Linked DNA regions of Sus scrofa: region 2 is linked to region 1. The links are chromatin contacts, called in public Hi-C maps. All regions are on one chromosome and are shown on one strand. Each heading gives the region's core, a stretch centred on a gene start, on an enhancer-like site or on the middle of the called end of the contact. The rest is flanking DNA. Distances are from core to core; before and after follow the strand shown. Region 1 overlaps SLCO3A1 (solute carrier organic anion transporter family member 3A1). Region 2 overlaps SLCO3A1 (solute carrier organic anion transporter family member 3A1).

Region 1 (3,544 bases), core at 560-3,059:
ACAGGAAGCAGGGGCTACATGGGAAAGGCTGGCCACATATTTACGGCAACTCAGCTGAATGATCCAGCTAACTCCCTTTTTCTCCTTTGCCGGAAAAACTGGAATTGGGACTCCAATTCATCCAACTGACTTTTAAGCTCTGGTGAAGGTTGGGGGGGGGGGTGTGGCAGGTGGGGGATGTCAGAGACTCCAAAGCAGAGTTTTGCATAAGGTGGGGCTCATCCATGGGGATCAGTGCCTGAAGGCCCAGTGGGTTAGGAGACTGCCCAAGGCAGGACCCACAGCTTGAACAGCTGCAAGGTCAGCCTGATGAAGAGGTCAACTTGCCCCTGAGCACCAGTAAGCTCAGAGTAAACACATCCCTAAGACTCACCCATTTCCCTGATAAAATTTACAAAACCCAATGAAATTAAATTTAGTACTTACTCCATAAAATTGCCCTAAGGGTTAAACAAGGTAATCTATGGGAAATGCAAAAACTTAGAACAACGTCTGGCTGGCTGATTTAAAAAAAATATATATACTACTTAAAGGAACAAGTCTAGGCAGAGCCCCCAACTCATGGAATCATATGATTTCATTGAGTCTTCACAATAATCCTGTGCAATGACTTTTACTGTCCCCATTTTGCAGACAGGAAAAGAGAGGTTCCCAGAAATTAAAACAATGGTCCAAAGTCATCCAGTGGATGGGCAGCAGAGCTAGGATTTGAACCCTGGCCTGCCCTTGACGCAGTCGTGGCTCCACTATCCCCTTATGACAAGGACCCCACCCTTCTAGGGTTTGGACTGAAATGAATTTAACGGACTACACACATGAGGGGGTGCTGATCAGTATCTGTCCCATCAGCAAAATACCCCCTCTTTGCTGAGGTCCACGTTCCCAGTTGTCAAACCTCAAAACAGGCCTCAGTGAAACATCACAGCCCTCGAGGTTCCCAAATGGTTAAACTGCCCTTCAGCTTGGTGCTCAGTACTTAAAAGCAGAACCTGAACTAGCCCTCAGGGGCTATTTTTAGCTTCCCGTTTTTTTTGTTGTCCTTTTTGGGTGATCTGATAGCATAGGCTGAGCTAACATTTCCTGTTCTGGTGTTTTCTTCTCACCAACTCCCACCTTGAGAAATGCTGAGACTCCAAAGGGCTGGCCCAGTTATAGAGCCGCAGCTCCTGACTTAAGGAAAACGACCTGCAGGAGGCTGGCAGGGAGGCTCTGACCTAGGCACCCTCCCAGGGCTGCCTGGGGTGGGACACGGGTTGGATGGGAGCCAATGGCTTCCAGGCACACCCATTTCCAAGGAAAGCCTTAATGAGCCTCTGGCAAAGGGACAGCAAAGAGAATACCAGTCAGTGGCCACGCTCCAAACCATGGGCATGCCACATGAGCAGGAGCCTGAGAGAGTGGCCTGGCTTGTCAGAAACTGCCTCGGGGCTGTGGCTCTGGATCTCACCACTCACTTGTAACTCCCCTAATAGCTTGCTGGAATCTAAGAGTCCACAATTAGAAATGCACTCCTTGGGCCAACTGGTCGCCTGGTCGCCAAGCCCTGCCCTTTCCAAGTTTCTTCTGGTGCTGCCAGCAGAGTTGCATTCTCCGAGACACAGGTGTGACCATGCCAACCCCTTTCAAAACTCATCAGGAGACCTTTATTGCCTTCTTGTGAAGTTCACACATTCTGGCACAATTTACAGGAACTCCAGCCCCTTCCCAGAGTTCCCTTCCCTATGTGCCATTCTCCAGGTTGCTGAGTCCCTGCACTTCTCAGCAAGCCTGATATGACTTGGACAGGGTCTAGCTGCTCCCTGAGCCACCCCTATAAAATCCATAGGGAACTCAAATGTCACCTCCCTCTTAAAGCTGCCCCCACCCACCCCACTGAGCTCTCCGAATCTTATTCCTCTGAGCATAATAAATGCTCAACCCAAGTTTGCTGCATTGAATTAACTCAAGGCATCTGCCCTCAATTAAAATATGCAAATTCATCTGGAAAAGGAAGCATTCCTTAGTCACTGGCGCTTCTGTGCCAAAGTGCTGGCTGGGTGCTTCCCTGAGTGCAGAATCTGATGGCAGAAGGATGACTGAGGGCCAGATGCAGGGAGAAAGGAGAAGGGCACGAAGCTAACCCTGGGAAGTCCTTGACCCCTGCCTGGGACTGATGAGGGAGAGCCGTGGGGGCAGCCAGCTGGAGTCTGTGGCCTCTCTTTTCTCCCACTCCCCAAATCCAACTGAGAGTGTGTTTCCAAATCTTATTTGTCAAAATAGTATAATGGAATGTTACTAAACCATACAAGTCTAGCTAAAAAAAAAAAAATCTCTAAACGACAGAAGTTTGTCTTCTGTTATTTTGTTCCTGTTGTGCTTCTGCTGAAACTGGATCAAGAAGCTCACAGTCTGATGGGAGATACTGGGGTGGGGGGTGGGGGGGGAATGGATCCTCTTGGAACAGACTGTGACCTGCTGCAGTAGGAGGTGAGAGTTTCTAAGTAACGGTAACTGCCTGCTGTAGTCAAAGTAGTTTCCTTCTGTCTCATTTATGGATGGAGAACCTGAGGCCCTGACAATGGGTGATTTGCCCAAGATCCCTGTCGCCTCCAACATGCTCACGAGTTTGACCACAGGACATTAGGGCCGGTGGAGCTTGGTGCTGGTCATATACCGGGTGGCACCAGATACAAGGGTCTTGGGATCCTTTCCCCATCTTGAGAGAACTTCAGCTTCAGCTTGGGGCTGATGCAAGTGACATTCAGGATGACTTTGTATCAAAAAAAAAAAAAAAAAAAGTGTTCACATAGAGAAAGGAAGGGGACTGACTCTGGAATTCCTCTGACTCCTGGGGCTGAATGCAGCCAAAGGCTGATGTCAACTAGCGTCATCTCCTCCGTGGTGTCCAAGCAGGCTGCCACCTGCAGGCACACAGACAACACATGTGCAGCTCTCTGGCCACGCAGAGACCTCAGAAGCAGCTGAACAGGACAGCTCCTGGGGGCACTAGAAGGATTGGTCCCCAACAATCCCCTCCAAACAACCTATTAAGAGCTAACCCTTATTATCAAGTGCTTACCCAGTGATAAGCGCTTTTATCTTATTTAAGATACTAACTAAATGGTCAACCTAAGATAGGTTGTTCTCATTCACATTTTACAGGGAAGAAGCTGAACATCAGAGATGCTAAGTCACTTACTGACGGTCACAGAGCAACTCACGGTGGAGTCAATTTGTGAACCCAGAAAGGGCGAACTTCAAAGTCAGCTCCTTTCACTGCGGTACCACACAAGAAGCAAGAAACTCAGCTTTACATCTTCATACTCAGCTCGGAGCCTGGATCCCAGCTATGTGCTCAGGAGATATTTATGAATGAGTGAGCAAACGAGCTCATGTTTGTAAGTTACAGGTAAGCATTACCCAGAATTCTTATGGAGCTGGTAGCCCCGGGGGGTGCCCTGAATGTGGTCAGTCACCCCTTCCTCCTTCCTCTGAGTAAATGCCCTTCTGGTGCCCAGAAGGAAGGAACGAGGAAGAACTGTCAGCGCCCTGGGGCCCAGCCTCC
Region 2 (3,149 bases), core at 28-2,527, 98 kb after region 1:
ATAGGTGCGGCCCTAAAAAGACAAAACAAAACAAAACAAAAACAAAAAAACAAACAAAAAAACAACTGAGATTCCAAAGAACAAACGTGTCCCTTCTGCCAAGTGAGGACACAGTGAGAAGCCAACCATCTAAATGAACCAGAAAGTGAGTTCTCACTAGACACTGAAACTGCCTGGGCCTTGACCTTGGACTTCCCAGCCCCCCAGCCTCAACACTGTGAGAAACAAATACTTGTTTAAGCCAGGCAGTCTGTGGTTATTTTTGTTACAGCCGCCTAAACACAATAAGACAGTTTTAAAGTCATTTATAAAGTGATTTGATTTGAGAGCAGAGTTCAAAAATGCAAATCATGTCTCATCTCTCTTGCTGTCCAAAAAAAGAGGCAAGAACACTTACACGAAGCTTTTGTCTTCTCCGTGACTAAAGCTGATCTTTGTAAGTAAAATGCCATACAAATGTGATCTGTGATGCAGCAGCCAAGCTCTCTGCAGAAGCAAGGGTTCAAAGTTTTTTGCATTCTGCAAAGCGCCACCTTATCACCCAGCCTCGTGTTGAAAGCACCTTGCCAGCTGCTGGCTCTGAGAAGTATCACCAAGGCCCAGGCATGGATTCCTCCCACTGCTGAGGCATTCATTCTAAGGCACCCAGGTTAATTGGGATCTGGGAACGCTTACTGCTCCTCAGGGAACCATTGAAGTAAAATGTTCCTAAAATTTGCATTCGAAAAGCACATCTCTGCCTAGTGCCTTAACACAAATTCCAGCCCACAAAATTCAGGCACTGGGCTCAATACCATAGCCTGGACTGCTCAGAAGCACAATTTTCTGCCCAGATCCAAGAGGGATTTTTCCACCCAGGCACCCTGGGACACAGTGATGCTGTGCTGTGTTCAGTGAGAAGAACAGCTCACTGAGAGATGCTGGTGCTTGTGATGCATCAGAGGATATTTGTTTGCCAGTCATCAGAATCCTCCTCGGGTTAAACTCAGTGCTGTCCACACTCCCTGAATGTGGACCACTCCATCTGCTCTGGAGTCAGCGCTGGCCTCGGTCAGTACCAAGCCTCGACCCCTCTTTCCTCCGTGTCCCAAATCTGTCACAAAGCAGAAACGCCCTGACCTCATCACCAGCCATGAGTGCAGGCACCGTGCAGCGGGAGCAGCTAGCCCGAGCCCCGGTTTCCGTCGGGGTCATTTCTCAACCTAGCTCCACTCAACCTTGTTACTTCAGATCAGAGCTGCCCATGATTAGCTGGGCACAACTGCCCTGTGGCTGCCAGAAGGAGGCCTGGATGGATGCCTTCTGTGTGACTCACTGAAGGAGCCAGGCTGAGATGAACCACACAGATTCTAACAGAACTGCCTGAGAAGGATCTTGAAGGCAGCCAGCTTCACAAGGTCCCCTTCCCGGCTCCTCTTTGCGCTTCACCCCACCCCCACTTCAGCAAAGCTGGGAGCTGGAATCACTGTTCTCAGGGCCCAACAGTCTCAAACGACTGGCTCACTCCTGCCAGAGGCCTCCAGGAGCCAATTCTGGGAGTAGAAGCCACTCAGAGAAAAGCACCTACACCAGCTCCCAAGAACTGCCCCCAGAGCGCACGCACACACACACACGCAGACACATAAACAAGAGGCCCACACACACACACACATACACACAGACTCTCACTCATAGACTCATACACACAGACTCACATTCACACATAGACTCATATACAGACTCTCACACACAGACACAATCACACAGAGAGAATCACAGACTCACAAATTCTCACACACACATACCCAGACTCACATACAGAGACTCTCTCACACATACACACTCAAGAGACACAGACTCACGCACTCAGGCTCTCACAGGCTGCCTGCTAACTTCCCACCATCCAAGTGTGCCCATGGGCAAACCTTCTTTTCCCACTTATTGCATCCGCACAGGTTCCGCCCTAACGCAAGTCCTGCCAATACCACCATGCAGGCCAGGCCAGGCTGGGCGAAGAAAAAGGAGGCAGCTGGCAAGACAGCAAAAGAGGCATGAAGGCAAGCTGGGGACGCACGGGAGTGGGTGAGGAAGTGAGCGGTCAATGAAGGACAGGGGAGAGAGCTCGAAGCTGAAAAAGCCACAGAGACCCAAGTGAGATTGTTCCTGGTGAGAGAGGATATTTATTTTGAGCCATCAGGTCGAGGTTTTTTTTTTTTTTTTTTTTCGTCTTTTTGACTTTTTGGGGCCACACCCTCAGCATATGGAGGTTCCCAGGCTAGGGGGTCTACACCACAGCCACGCCAGATCCGAGCTGAGTCTGCGACCCACACCACAGCTCACGGCAACACCAGATCCTTAACCCGCTGAGCAAGGCCAGGGATCGAATCCACAACCTCATGGTTCCTAGTTGGATTTGTTAACCACTGAGCCACAAAGGGAATTACAGGTCTAGTTTTAAAAGTCCTTCTTCAGTACCGCAGAATGCGGGGACTTGAGCAGGATCTCAGGCTTCTAACTCATTATGGGATATTCAACCATGTGAGGGGCTAAGGTCTCCTCAGCAGAGCTTGAGGGCAAGGGCTGGCTTGGGTTCCCAGGCACAGGGATGGGGGGTGGGTCCTCAGGTGTTTGTCCCCTTAATCCCACGCCTTCTCGGATTCCCCTGCTCTTTGAGGCACTGGATTTAATGCACATCTCTTTCTTCCCCAAAGTTTCTGAAAACTCTGCCCACCATGGTGTCCTGGTCTGTGTGCTGTCACTGAGGAGACAAGTCCCCAGAGCCCATCAGATGGGGGTTATGGCCACGACTCGCCAGAGAGTCAGCGCAGCACACATCAAAAAGTCTAAAGGTAGGACTCGAGGCCACGTTCAAAAATGCATGGGAAGAAAGCCCAGAGCCAGGAACAGTATGAGGCCTAAGACGGCCTGGATTCCAGTCTGACGCCAGCACCTGCTCCTCTGGGGCCATGAGCAAGTTACCTGTATCATCTGAGCCTCTGTGTTCCCATCTGCAAAATGGGAACAATAACAACTTTCCTGTGGGGATCAAAGGAAACACTTCTCAAGAATGTACTTGGCAGCGCATAAAGGGCAATACCCCTTAAAGAGGGTATTGTACTAAAAACCACTGACTCCTCGTGGCAGAGAGGGGCTGCTGTTGACTAAGATTC

The links. Hi-C and Micro-C count contacts between places; a contact is called where the count stands out from the background.
Region 2: a Hi-C map of skeletal muscle shows a contact between it and region 1, with 2.7 times the contacts expected there. The contact joins two enhancer-like sites. A contact is called at or near these places in 8 of 47 Hi-C or Micro-C datasets (alveolar macrophages, embryonic fibroblasts, fetal heart ventricle and 4 more) and 1 of 2 datasets of contacts at active chromatin or transcription factors (skeletal muscle).

What each region holds. Positions count from the first base shown.
Region 1 is chr7:86,886,827-86,890,370 of Sscrofa11.1, forward strand. The region is part of intron 2 of SLCO3A1 (solute carrier organic anion transporter family member 3A1); the gene reads right to left. Among named protein-coding and RNA genes, the nearest start is that of SLCO3A1, 210 kb to the right of the region's middle. Within about 2 kb of position 1,810, at least 33 of the 83 cell types and tissues checked have an H3K27ac peak or open chromatin away from gene starts, as enhancers often do. A contact at or near this core is called in fetal skeletal muscle and skeletal muscle, where this site is marked.
Region 2 is chr7:86,985,219-86,988,367 of Sscrofa11.1, forward strand. All of the region lies in intron 2 of SLCO3A1 (solute carrier organic anion transporter family member 3A1), which reads right to left. Among named protein-coding and RNA genes, the nearest start is that of SLCO3A1, 120 kb to the right of the region's middle. Within about 2 kb of position 1,278, at least 32 of the 83 cell types and tissues checked have an H3K27ac peak or open chromatin away from gene starts, as enhancers often do. A contact at or near this core is called in fetal skeletal muscle and skeletal muscle, where this site is marked.